Regions from separate parts of the Mus musculus genome. Here region 2 is linked to region 1. A link is a contact called in public Hi-C data. All regions are on one chromosome and are shown on one strand. Each heading gives the region's core, a stretch centred on a gene start, on an enhancer-like site or on the middle of the called end of the contact. The rest is flanking DNA. Distances are from core to core; before and after follow the strand shown.

What was found. A called contact is a pair of places that touch in the nucleus more often than the background predicts.
Region 2: a contact with region 1 is called in a Hi-C map of uterus, with 2.7 times the contacts expected there. The contact joins two enhancer-like sites. A contact is called at or near these places in 5 of 484 Hi-C or Micro-C datasets (the N1E-115 cell line, Th1 cells and uterus) and 2 of 115 datasets of contacts at active chromatin or transcription factors (embryonic fibroblasts and memory CD8 T cells).

What each region holds. Positions count from the first base shown.
Region 1 is chr3:103,415,726-103,422,488 of GRCm38.p6, forward strand. No RefSeq gene overlaps it. Among named protein-coding and RNA genes, the nearest start is that of Gm25869, 8.3 kb to the right of the region's middle. Within about 2 kb of position 4,181, at least 78 of the 459 cell types and tissues checked have an H3K27ac peak or open chromatin away from gene starts, as enhancers often do. A contact at or near this core is called in uterus, where this site is marked.
Region 2 is chr3:103,645,294-103,652,056 of GRCm38.p6, forward strand. It overlaps a transcript of Syt6 not described here and the pseudogene Atg4a-ps. Among named protein-coding and RNA genes, the nearest start is that of Syt6, 73 kb to the left of the region's middle. Within about 2 kb of position 3,353, at least 19 of the 459 cell types and tissues checked have an H3K27ac peak or open chromatin away from gene starts, as enhancers often do. A contact at or near this core is called in uterus, where this site is marked.

The DNA.
Region 1 (6,763 bases), core at 2,931-5,430:
GCCAGTGTGACAATGGCATTGTGAATTCAGCCTAGTCAGGATAATGGTTATCTGTTTGCTTTCTCAGTATCCTTCTCAGAGAATCCCACAGTGTGAGGTCAAACAGGACAAACTGCTACATAGAACAGCTAAATGAAGCAGAAGACATTGAGGAGTCAGAAGGTGGCTGTGTGTCTGGTACGTCTACCCAGTGACATGGGCTTCTTGTAGGAACTTTAGGGCTCTTAGAAGTCAATAATGCTTCCATTACGACTGTGTTAAGTAGACATGATAAATGAGATGCTCGCCATCCTTAATTGAAGATGTAGATTTCTAAAACAAACCATCACCACCACCAGCAGCAGCAGCAGGAGCAGCAGCAGGAGCAGCAGCAGCAGCAGCAGGAGAAGGAGCAGCAGCAGCAGCAGCAGCAGGAGAAGGAGCAGCAGAAGCAGCAGCAGCAGCAGCAGCAGCAGCAGGAGAAGGAGCAGCAGCAGGAGCAGTAGCAACAGCAGTTCTTGGGAAATGAAAGCCTAGGCCCCACCTGCCCACTCACTCACCTGTCCCACCCTGCTACTCTGAGTCCTGCTACTCTGAGTGTATACTTAGCTCAGTCACCTAATTAGGTTAACAAGCATTTTAAATGGACTCAGCTTCTACTGCTTGAGATAAGATCAGATTTGAGATTTATAGAACTCAAACAGAAGCTCTGGGCTCAGGCTTGGCAGCCCTTCAAATATTTGTCTATCTTGTCGCTTGGAGGAAAGGATGAATTCAATCCATGTGCCCCTGCTCTCGTCCTGCCTACTTTCTTCTGACCCTTGGTGTTGGCTGTCCTTGCATTTTAATTTAATTGGCTCCTAGCCAGGCATGGTTAGAACAAACAAGATAGCAGTTCAGAATCCTTCCATGGCTGCCTGGATGCCTAAGAACAAGAATGATTTTTTTTTTTTAAAGTTCAACAAGGATTAGCTGGATATGGTGGTGTACCGAGGCAGAGGCAGAGGCAGAGGCAGAGGCAGAGGCAGAGGCAGAGGCAGAGGCAGAGGCAGAGGCAGAGGCAGAGGCAGAGGCAGAGGCAGAGGCAGAGGCAGAGGCAGAGGCAGAGGCAGAGGCAGAGGCAGAGGCAGAGGCAGAGGCAGAGGCAGAGGCAGAGGAGGCCTCTGTAGAGAGAACCTGAAACAACTGTTGACAGGAATGTGCACAGAACTGAAACTTTTTTTCCACTTAAACAGAACCAAAAGGGAACATGGGGGAAATGACTTTCTCAACAGATCAGTCAACATCATTCAGGCCTGTGTGCCAGCTCACATTAGCATAAAAACCCCAACAACAAGTACAACAGCAACACAGAGATCAAAGCAATCTGGGAAATAATAGTTGATATAAGGATCCAATGTGAGAGTCAGTTGTCTCTAAGGAGAAGAAGCACATTAAGGATGGAGATGGGGAATTGTGTCAACATTATAGGTGAAGAAAACTCGTGTAGGATAAAAGCATAAAACAAACCATCTTACCATTGAAATATGGTGCAAAGACTCACTCTAGGATTTGGTTTCAGACATAATATTAATATAGAAACACTTATGAACTTGTAAATATGACGACACATCAGAAATTCTGAAGTCAATGAAGACACTGTTTCTTTAACTTTTTCACCCTGGGTGAGGATTGAATTTTTATCTCCTAGATAACCACTATACTATATTGTTGTCTTTAAATCCTTTTATCTTTTAAACAATATTTGTTTTATTATTCATTATAATAGCTGTGTGCTATGCACACATGTGTGCAGTTCCTGAGGATGCCATAAGAAGGCATCAGATCCCCTGGAGCTGGGTTAACAGTGGTCGTGAGCTGCCTGAAGTGGGTGTTCTGAACGCGGGTCTTCTGAAATAGCAGCACGTGCACTTCACCACTGAGCGGTCTCTGCAGCTGCCCATCCTTTTCCTTTTCTGCTGTTTTAGTTACCCAGCCCTACATAACAAACTAGGTAAAAACTTAGTGCCCTAAAATCATCTATATGATCATAATTTGGCAGTTTGGGCCAGACTCAGAGCAGGCATGTTTGACCCTTGTACACTTACTGGGGTGGCCCATGAAGCCGGTGCAGGCTGCTGACTGGGCATTTGGGTGGGGCTGCTAGCCAGGAGTCTCTCCTGTCCTCCTGCGGACCTACTGTGTGGCTGCGTGAGCTTCCTCAGAGCATAGTGGCTGGGTTCTAAAAGAAACATAGTGGGAGCTGCCAGTTTTCTTAAAGGCGAGGCCCAGGATGGGAATAACATCATTTCTACTGTATTCTAGTGGCCAAAGAAACCACAGGCCCAGCCCAGACTCATGGATGTAGAGAAATAGACCCACCCTTCAGCTGGAGAAATGATCAAAAACTTATGAACATTCTGCTGCTACTTCTGTCCCTGCATAGTTCTTGTTGTAGAACAATTCTTAGTTTTACTTTCATTTCTTTTTCAAACTAAACTTGAGAATAGCATTACACTTGATTTTTTTTCCCCCAAGACCGGGTTTCTCTGTGAAGCTCTGGCTGTCATGAAACTCACTCTGTAGACCAGGCTGGCCTTGAACTCAGGCTGCCTCTGCTTCCCAGGCACTGAGATTAAAGGCGTGTACCACCACTGCCCAGTTTATTATTTACCAAAAATAGCACATAGTCTATATCTGTAAAATGAGTTCCATCCATCTACCTACCTTTTTTGTCATAACACATCCATAGAGGTGTCTAGGATGGTGTTTAACAAATATTAATTGTATTTCTAGATATAATATAGGATGAATTTTAATTTAATTTTTTACATTACAGTTTTGAAAATACTTACCTATTTGTTTTTTTTTAAATGGGTACCAAAGTGTGTGTGTGTGTGTGTGTGTGTGTGTGTGTGTGTGTGTGTGTGTGTGTGTAGGTCAGAGGGCAGTATTTAGAGGCCATTATCTCCTTCCATCACTGTGGGTCATGGAGATGGGACTCCGGGTTATCTGGCTTGGTGGGGGTGCCTTTACTATTTAGTTATGTCTCTGACTCAGGATGAAATTTTTAAAAGTTACTTTTAATACTTTTCGATTTTGCTTACATATCTTGTTTTGTTTTGTTTTGTTTTGTTTTGTTTTGTTTTGTTGATTTTTTGAGACAGGGTTTTTCTGCATAGCCCTGGCTGTCCTGGAACTCACTCTGTAGACCAGGCTTGCCTCTGCCTTCCAAGTGCTGGGACTAAAGGCGTGCGCTACCACACCTGGCTTGCTTACATATCTTACATGTAGCATTTCTAAGACCAATGAAGTCATTGATTTTTATTAAAAATTGGAAGGAAATTGTTGGAAAAAAATTGTCTCTGTAGAGAGCCAACACTCAGAAGTCAGTGGGTTGGAAGTGACCTGGGGAACTACTGAGTGCCACTTTATGATGTGAGGAAGAAGAGGAGACCCAAGCAGTGACTTGCACAGACTCCCTATTCAGTCCCTGGAAAAGGAAAGCCATCAGTTATTAGTAGTCAATGACTGGTCCATCATCTCTTCTCTGGAGTGTGGTAGGAGGACTTACTGAGTTCTATTGTCCTGCTGTTCTCAAAATGTAAAAGACTGAATTGGCCCTACCTTCTCTAGCACCTGGGAGCCCTAACTGTGTTCAAGACAGGAAGGACAGAACAATGGAATCATGAGCCTGGCTTCTGGGCACCTTAGCAAAGTGAGAAAGGTTTCTTCTGACCCTTTACGTTTAAGTTCCTTGCCTGGATGTCTCCCTTCTTCCTGACCTAACCAGAGAAGCCGCGTGTCTGTAACACAAGAGCCCTTTGACAAACAGAAGGATGTTTCCAGAGGAAGGACCCAAGAGTCCTCTTGAAAATGGAGTCTCTAAGGCGGCTGCTGTGCTCTGGAGAGAGAGCGATCAGCTCTGGAGGCTTTAAGTTGCCCTCCAGGTTGCAGATCGCCCCATCTCTTCCTAATCATAGAAAGAATTTCTTGTTGGATTTTTTTCAAGTGATTTTCTGGGAGTCATCAAAATGGCTGGGAGTCCTGCTGTAGTTAGGGAGGTCTGTCACAGGACTTTGTCAGTTGCTAGAACTCTGGAGGAGGAGGTCTCCTGGGTCTGGTCTGCCTGCCTTTGTGTGGTGACTTCTCCCTGACCTCTCTGTGTGTGATCTCTGCCAGACCCGCTAGCGCAGAGCTCCTTTTCAGTAACTCTTCCCTGACATTGTGCTGAGCCCACTGTTTCCCAGCATTCAGTGGCTCTCTGGTGACCTTAATGGGAAGGGAGCCAGCCTCCGGCAAATCTCTTTTTTTGACAATAGAGAAACATGACTGGGAAGCAGGCAATAAATACAGATCCAGGGCAGCAAAGATGGAAACCTGCTGTTTTGTCCAGCTGCATCAAGGCATAGAATCATGCAGGAATCTGTCTTGTCTGATTTGACCTGCTCATGTTCCTGCATGCATTCTTGCTTTCTCAGCTGCCAGCAGAGGGCTGGAGAGGTTTGTCTGTAATCCATCTAGCCCTTCCTGTCTCTTCAACATACCACAGATGACTTCAGGAGTTAACAAGCTGCCATTAAAGTCATGTCTCACTCAGGATATGTTTGAGGGTATGGCAAAGAAACACAACCAGGCAGGGTTTGAACTGTTTAGGAAACAATGTATCCTTTACTGACACTCCAGACTCTTTAATTGACTACATCCTATGTACCAGGTACTGTATTCAGTTCAGGGCAGCAGAGTAAGGGGGTGTGGAGATATTGCATGTAGGGAAGTCTCAGGGGTTCTGAATAGCTACAGTAAGGGATAACATATGGCTCCCATTGTTTTTGGGGGGAGAGTGAGAGAGAGAGAGAGAGAGAGAGAGAGAGAGAGAGAGAGAAGATAAAAATATGTTGGCTCATGCAGTTCGATTCTTAATGAAAAAGATGGAAAAGCAAACAATGTGCTCAAAGCTGGGTGCTGTGAAGACAGAATGTGGGAGCTGAATCAGCGAGGAGAATGGAGGCAGTGGAAGTTGAGGTCAGGTCAAGGAGGATTCTCTGAACAGGGGAAGCTGGGACTCAGGATGAATGGTGGTGAGCCCTCCAACCCCTGCAGTTAACAGTGGATGAAAGCAGACTCCAGACAGGGCCAGCAGGATATGCAAATGCTTGCAGGCACGAGGGAAATTATGAATACATTGTATTGATGGGAGAAGGAGCCAGCACTGTGTGTCTCTGTGTGTGTCCCCGCTAGCGTGCATGTGTAAAGTAGGGTGTCTAGGGAAACAGAAATGAAGTAAGATTGACATTTCTACCCTGGGCTTCAGGGGACACTGTGAATCCAGTAGGACTGGAAACCGCTCCAAGCACTCAGATCTTAGCTGACCCAAAGGAAAGTCTGCCCGCTATTTAAGGCAACACCCCATTTCCAGGACGCAGACCGCTCCCTGGAGAGATGCCCACTCACATCCGAGCTTACAGATCTCGCTGAAAAGCCCTTGCGTGGCTTTCACACAATCAAGATCTCTGTTTATAAAGAAGGAACCATCTTCAGGGCCCACAGACGGCTTCCCCATTTTCCACACCACCCTCTGGATTCAATTGCCCTTCTAACCTCATATTTTCCAAGAAACGCAACCCCTGGGAACCCTGGTTCTTTGGAGACCCATCTTGATGCTGTTTGGTCTCTTCATTCAGCTTTGAGTGGCAGAGACTCACATTGGGTCATTGGAAATGATTTGATTTGTGCCCAGCACGTGGGGGACAGGAAATCATAGAGCCCGCAGGGCAGGCAAGCAGCCAACCGTGGACCTCGGAAGAATGGAGGTGCTGACCTCCTCCCTGGACCGCAGCCGCCTCGCTGGAAGGAGTTTTAATTATACCCTCGACTTGTATTTGTCTTATAAAAGCACACCATGAATGAAATATTAAAAGGGCACATACTCTTTTCCAAAAGAATGAGTTTTCCTGCCAGAGTATTTTATTGTAACAATAATCCTGACGAAATCAATGTGACACCGGAGCCCCCACCAGGGGAAGCCGATGCAAGCTGAGCGTTTTGGTCTTAAAGATGCTCTCTTTGTTCAGGACAGACCACTTACATCCTACATGTATTGGCTTATTTGGCCTCCTGAGAGCCCCACCACGTTACACATAGGGAGACTGAGCATCGGGGGGATTTGTCCAGAGTCACAGCAAGTAAGTGTTCCAGAGATGAGAATTTAAACAAAGCCTTCTGATTTAAAGCACAGCGTACATTTTAAACGGAGTCCTTTCCCACCAAAGCAGCAGAGACCCACTGCGCAGGAAGTCTTTCTTTGCTAGTTAGCTTCTCAACTGATTGGGCGAGACCCAGCACCAAGAGGGGCAGTCTGTGTGATTTGAAGTTCACAGGTTTACATTTGAATCTCGCCTAAAACCCCTCCCTCAGAAACGCACAGAACAGTGTTTAAATAGAGATCGATGCACCCAAGTTCTTTCATACAAACTGTTTTCATGTGTATGTGTGTGTATTGTGTGAGTTCATGTGTACCAAGTGAGGTTCCATATGGGTGCTGGGAACTGAGCCCAGGTTCCCTGCAAGAGTAGCCAGTGTTCTTAACCTCTGAGCTGTCCCCAAGACTCTCAGTGTGCTGACATTTCATGATTGTGGACCTCAACTTATTTTTGTCTTGACCCTCAGATTTTATTTATTGATTATTACTTATTTGCTAAGCTAGGGATTGAACCCAGAACTTTGGCACACTAGGCAAGTGCTTCATTGGTAAACCACAACCTTAGTCTCTTTTAAGATAGTGGGGTTCCTATGTGGGTTGCGA
Region 2 (6,763 bases), core at 2,103-4,602, 230 kb after region 1:
ACTCTTTGAATGCTTCAACATACACAGGATTGATTTGGTTTATGCCCAAGCGAAGGGGCACAATGAGCAGCAGGGGTTTCCAGGCTGAGCACGGGACAGAGGTGTCTCTACTCTGATTGGATACAGTCAGAAAATCACCAGCTGGGTCAGCAGCACCCACAGGAAGAACACAGCACATTTTCTTGATATCTTCAATGACCACTGTGTTATCCATGGAAACATAAACAGCCAAGGAATTCCATTCATCAAATAAAGTGAGTTTTTTTATCACCTGTGCAACTGTGTTTGGTCCAAACCATTCGCCAATTGATTTCCCTTCTCCTACACCCATTTGTGCCATCTGATGGATTGAATAGCAACAGTCTTTTCTATCTAGGAAACACTGCAGTATCCTTTGGTATTCTTTGGGTTGTTCTTTTTGTCTCTCCCAGTTCCAATCCCTTCCCAAGTGTCTGCAGATGAGGGCTTGAGCCAGCATCATCTGCCCACAACGCAGCATACATCCCCATCCAGCATCAGATGAAGGGCCTGTTCCCCCAATCGGGGAAAATTTCCTTCTGTATGTAAACCATAGGCGAGCACTTATATCAGACAACAGCTTAGATTTTTCTGTCTTAAAGGGGTGCTGCTTCCCCAGAATCCATACCAGCTCATCTGTATCCGGGAATTCTTCCAGGTAGTCAGGGAAAATAAGAATCTGGTTTTCATACTTGGACATAACTGACTCCATTCTCCAGCTGTCATCCTGGGCCAATTCCACCGGCAACTTGACTACCAGCAGCCTTATTTATAATAGCCAGAAGCTGGAAAGAACCCAGATGCCCCTCAACAGAGGAATGGGTACAGAAAATGTGGTACATTTACACAATGGAGTACGACTCAGCTATTAAAAAGAATGAATTTATGAAATTCCTAGGCAAATGGATGGACCTGGAGGGCATCATCCTGAGTGAGGTAACCCAATCACAAAAGAACTCACATGATATGTACTCACTGATAAGTGGATATTAGCCCAGAAACTTAGAATACCCAAGATACAAGATACAATTTGCAAAACAAATGAAACTCAAGAAGAACAAAGACCAAAGTGTGAACACTTTGCCCCTTCTTAGAATCGGGAACAAAACACCCTTGGAAGTAGTTACAGAGACAAAAAAAATTTTTTTAAACATCACTGAGCAAACTAGTCATATTTGGTCCCTGGATAATGACTATACACCCAAGCCCTCTCTTCTCTTACCTGGTAGCTCAGCCACAATAAGACTTTAGCATACACCCCTCCATTAACCAAGAAACTTTTCTGACTCCCTTTTACCCACAGGAAGAGAGCAGGATAATGTTTGCAGAGAGCTTTAAAAATTAGCAAGGACTTTGCCGTCTGTGAAACTGACATCCATTCAACTTCCATTCAAAGCATGTCACAGGTCTCTGTGTTTGTTTCTCAAGCCTGTGACCCCTCTATAATTGAGCTTACTTTTCACTACCCAAGAAACCCAACCCCACTCAGAGTTTGGAGCCTAATTCCAGCCTCTCTGGGAAGCCCAGAGGGGACCATTCCTCTGTCCACAGCTGAAGTTCACACTGAATCCACACATCCTCTCCATCTCTTTCTCCCCAAACCTGTCCTCTACCAGGGATCCAGTCAGGACCTGGCTCCTTTCTGCTGCTGCTCGACATACCTGGGTCATGGAAGAGTCTGCTAAAGACAAGAAGCTGCCACCAAATCGGGACAGAGGGCCAAGTACTAACCTTAACAGAAACTGTTCTGGCAGCAGTGCTAGACGTATGTGTACCTAACCACCAGAAAGCTTGGTGGAAAGGAACTCACTGCCCACAGAGATTGCAATGCAATAGTTCTATGTTGGAGCCTAGCAGTCCTCAGCTCAGCTCCTGGCTGCTGGTTCAGGTGCAGGGTGAATTCCAGGTCCATGTATCCAGGAACATCTGGTCTCAGAATTAGAAAGTGGACTTGGGTATGAATGGTCGGTCATTCTTGAGAAGGCCGTTAGCCAGCCCTGGCTCCCACAAGACCGTTACCCTACAAGGCTATTACCCAGCGCTGGTTCCCATAGTGATAGGCTCTGAACTCCTCCCAGCAGGGTAGTCACAGGAGAGGGAGTCTACCCTAATCTTAGGCTGTGATTACTTCTCCCACCTGGCATCTGTCTGTCTGTCCTTGTCACAGCATGAACAAAAGAAGACTTTGATAGCCAAGACACCCACTCTAGAAGCTCTGGCCCGCTCCCTGAAGGTCACTTCCTGCTCTCATCTGCCGCTCTGCACCTAGGCCTCCATGATGGCAGGGTGAGCCATCTGCTTCCCACGACCACATCCCTACTTCTGTCTCCAGATTCAGACAGTTGGCCATGATAGAGAACATCTGTTTATAACCCTGGCTGGAGACAAACAGGAACACGAGGAAGTTAGGGCGAGCTGCCCTGGCCTAGCAGCTCTTTGGATGTTCTCCAAATTTTCCCATCTCCTCCAATCAATCCTCACCTTCCCACAGCCAATAAGCAGTGCACAGGCTCCAAGGGACAGATCCTCGCGGATTTTATGAAGCAGATGCTAGACAACGAGGGTCTGACAGGTACAGAAGGTTAAAGCCAAAGCAAGGGCCTGGGTAGCAAGGGCCCGGGCAGACACTGGTTTTAGCCATGGAGTCTGGAAATGGGAGTTTAGCTGAGCCTCCACCTCTCAGCATATGAGAAGATATTTTGAGTTGCCCCAAAGCAGCAACCTCTTTCTTGAGTTCCCAGCTTTCTCCTAGAGAATGTCGCGCAGATTCTGCCGAAAGCTTACACAGAGTACCCACCCTAATGGACTACCAATCTCTTTGTGTCTCCTCTCTTGGTGTGGCACCATTACTATTCTCCACTCCAGGCCGGGCACCTCTGACTCCTCCCCTCAGCCCAGTTACTCATCAAATTCTAACCATCCCGATGGAGAATGTTCCAGACTTGTCCTCATCATCTGGATACCTCAACATGCCTTAGTTTAGGCCTCTTCATTTTGGCCTTGGGCAGTTTGGGGATTTATTAAGGGATCTGCAGATCTCTGCTGGTCTGCTGCCTACTCTCAATATTCCCAGCTTAGCCCTCTCAGCCTTCCTAATGCTGAGACCCTTCAATACAGCTCCTCCTTGTGTTGTGTTGTGGTGACCTCCAAACCATAAAAATTATTCTCACTGTTACTTCATGACCCATGGGTTGAGAACTGCTGTGTTAAATGTTTGAAATTAACCTGTCAGATCTATGGGAAAAAGTTGAGAGGGTTTTCCTGTCAGGACTCTGTCCATCTGTGTTCACACAGTCCTAATTGGTGAGCTCTCAGGGAGAAACGCCCAGTGCTATCTTTCTTAGGCTTTGCCTGTGGCCTGAACACACAGTTCCCTTGAGCCTCATGTACTTGCTTCCTCTATCCGTTCAGACTGCATTTGCCAAACACCCACGCACTTCCAGCTCTCCAGGAGTTTCCTCATTCTAGAATGCTCTTCCATCTTGCCTTTGCCCATCAGAACCCATCTTTCTTATTTGCTATGGTTGAACATGGTCTGTCCTCTCTGATAGTCCTGCTTAGTGAAGTTTCACGTCCATTGTGGCCATGTGGTTAAGTGGGTCCTTTGAGAGATTGAGTCATGAGGAGGGACTGTCTTTCTCACAGGGTGAACTCATTCTCAAAGCTGTGGGCTCATGACCCCCCCAAAAGCTCCTCACCAGCCACAGCTTCCCAGTCTTAAGACATTCAGCCCCAGAATCATGAGCTGAATAAACTTACTATCATAATAAATTATTAAGTTTTAAATATTTGGTATAGCAATGGGAAAATGAGCAAAGAGAATGTTCTTGCTCAAACATCCCTCCCATGCCTTCCCAGAAGTCTGTATTTTTCAGATCAAAATTAATAGCTCCTTTGTGTTCCTCTCTGAGTTTCATGTTTATGTCTTCTTTATAGAGTATTATCTAATTAGGGCCTCTCCCATCAGAGAGCTGTGGAAGGGCTGAAGTCTCCATGCTGCCGAGCATAAGTGCCTGCCATGGAATGGGTGCTTAACAAATGTTTGTTCACTAAAGAGAACTAGGGAAGCCTGAGCAGATAACTTCTCCTGCAGGTCATATTAGCAGCATCATAAGCCCAAAGTGTCCTGCCCTACACGCAGGGCGCAGAGCTCAGAGCAAGATGTACAAAAAGCAGAGCGAGGGGGTCACTTTCAATTCTCTGAGTGTTGGAGCTGCTCTTCCGGTCTCCAGAAGTCACTTAGAGCTAGGGTGGCTACTATCTACTAATAACACCAATCATACCAGCTGCCATCTGCTGAGTGACTATGATGTGCCAGGAGCCTTACCCGGCCCATTCCATACATTACTACAGTCACTTCTGCTATCACCGGTGAGATGTTTTCTTCAGTATCATCCTATCACATAAATGAGGAAACGAGGGAAGGAAGGAACTTTCTAAGCCATGGAAGAAGCTAAGATTCCAACTTAGAAGAGTTGAATCCTAACCACTCCATACTGCCTCCACAAGCCGGGGCTCCTTCTCTCCACACCCATCAGTCCTGAGCCAGTTGCACAGATGGCAGGTTCATCTCTCGCCAGGGATACCAGAAATCTCACAAAAGAGATGGGGCCCCTGCAGAAAGGACAGATCACTAACCATGTTTCCCTGCTCTGGTCAGACTACAGGTTCCCTCGCAGACTAACCCTTCCCAGAAAGCCTGGCTCTGGCCACTGAGCGTCACTATACGGTTACAGCTTCTGGTTCATACAGCCTCCCTCCTCCCTCAGGGTGGTACCTGGGATATGGTGTCTCTGATGAAGGATGCGTTCACTATTCTGGCCAGTCCTACCAAGAGGACTTGACTATAAACTGGGCCAGTAGAAAAGGGTAATTAGACAGGATTCTCCTGATGAGGTGGAGGGATCAGCAGGTGTTAGCTCAGAGACCTGGGTCCTGGTGTGCATTTAATTAAGTATCACCATTCAGTTCACACATTGGCTGCCAAGGCTTGGGATGGGGGGAAGAGCCCAGCCAACCTCTTTTCTTATAAACCCCGGTGGGAACAGAGAGAAGAAGACTGCCTGCAACCCCCTACCCCCAAATCAACAAGACAAAAACAGAGCAGCCAGAAGCTGAGCTTGTTCAGCCCTTGATTACTAAAAAGAACAACTAAAAGAGAACAGAGAGAACCCTGGGGAGACAGGCTCCAGACTTCCAGGCAAACAAAAGGCTCAGAGGAATGGAAAGGCATGCCTGAAAATCAGTTAGGCAGTAGCTTCCAGTCATCCCATCTAAGTCCTAACAAGACGCCTGTTCTGAGATAACAAAGGCCACTGTGTTTAATGAAGGGTATAAATGGTAGAAATATGAGACAGGAGCTTTTGCAAGCTGTTAATGAGGTGGATGGGGAACCTCTAAAAATAGGCCAGGGAAAGTTGAAAGGGTAATTAGGGGTGCAAAAATAAACAGAGGGTGTCAAGTTGAAAAAAGTTCAAGGCAAAGTCCCCTCTAACATGTCTGCAGTAGGTAGTGCAGGAAAGGGGTAAGGCGGAGAACATAGAACACACATCCTCCCAACTGACACTAGACTAAGAATGATAAGGAGCTCCCGTTATCTATGGCAACAACAAGCTATAGCTAATGAAAGACCCACAACGTGATGACTCCCCCACGTTCTGACTCAGGAGAGGCGACACCTCAAATCACCCACAAGAAACGGACTTGCTGAAAACTGCAAGAGGATATTTATTCAAGAGCGCTCTCGGGCCCACGGTCATACACCACGCAGAGGTAGAGGACCGTGGCGCCCGGAGTAGCTGGATAAGGGGGTATTTAAAGGGAGAAACCACAACTCAAGGAAGTGGGTAGGGCGTTGTTGGAAAATACCAAAGATACCAGTTAAGATTCCCAGGGAAGTGCAAAGTCACAAGAGTCGAAAGGAATACCTGGTAATTGTGCAGGTTATCTCTCAAGACAGTTTCTAAGAGCCCCTAACAATAGCACATTTGCATAGCGGGTTCTGGCAATGGTCAGGGTGACTTTCTTTGAATGAACACTCTTTGAACCCAGGAAGCCGGTGGGTGGAGGAATGTCGCTATCTGTTTTATGATTAGCATACCTTCGAGCATTAAGTCACAGAGGTCACATTCCCAAGCCTGGGCCTAAAGGCCTAGAATTTTGTTTTTACTTTGTTATACTTTCACTACCATGAGGCAGGCTCTGCCTTATTTATCAGAGCATCCCCAAAGAGACCTGAGCAATACTAGGCGATAGGAAACCTCAAATGCCAAGTAATAAAAAACCAACCTGGTTCATGCCTCTGAACTAATTGCCAGCATTGTGCTCATGCATGTGGGTGCATGGCTGCACAAACACAGTTGCTTGTACCACACGTTCAACCCACACAAACAAATCCCCACCTACCTGTCAAGAACTCCAGCCAAGGTCAGCGGCGCGTGAATAGAGAGTGGGATGTTACAAACCCTTGAGGTGGATCTGAGATGTTCCTGTATGCCTCCCACCTCCCACCTCCACAATGTCTTTCTCCCCATCTCCATTACTGCTTAAAATGCTGCCACATTAGAAAGTTGTTCCATGGTCAGGTACATTTGGGACATTCTTGGCATGCCCTAGTCTAGGAGATGTGTGTTAACGTATTAAGGACAGACATTTCCTTTTGTCTAATTCAGTGTTTCCCAAAGGATTTAACTATGCAAAAAATTTCCCACAAAATCCTACTTAGTAACTAACATCCTTACCCACT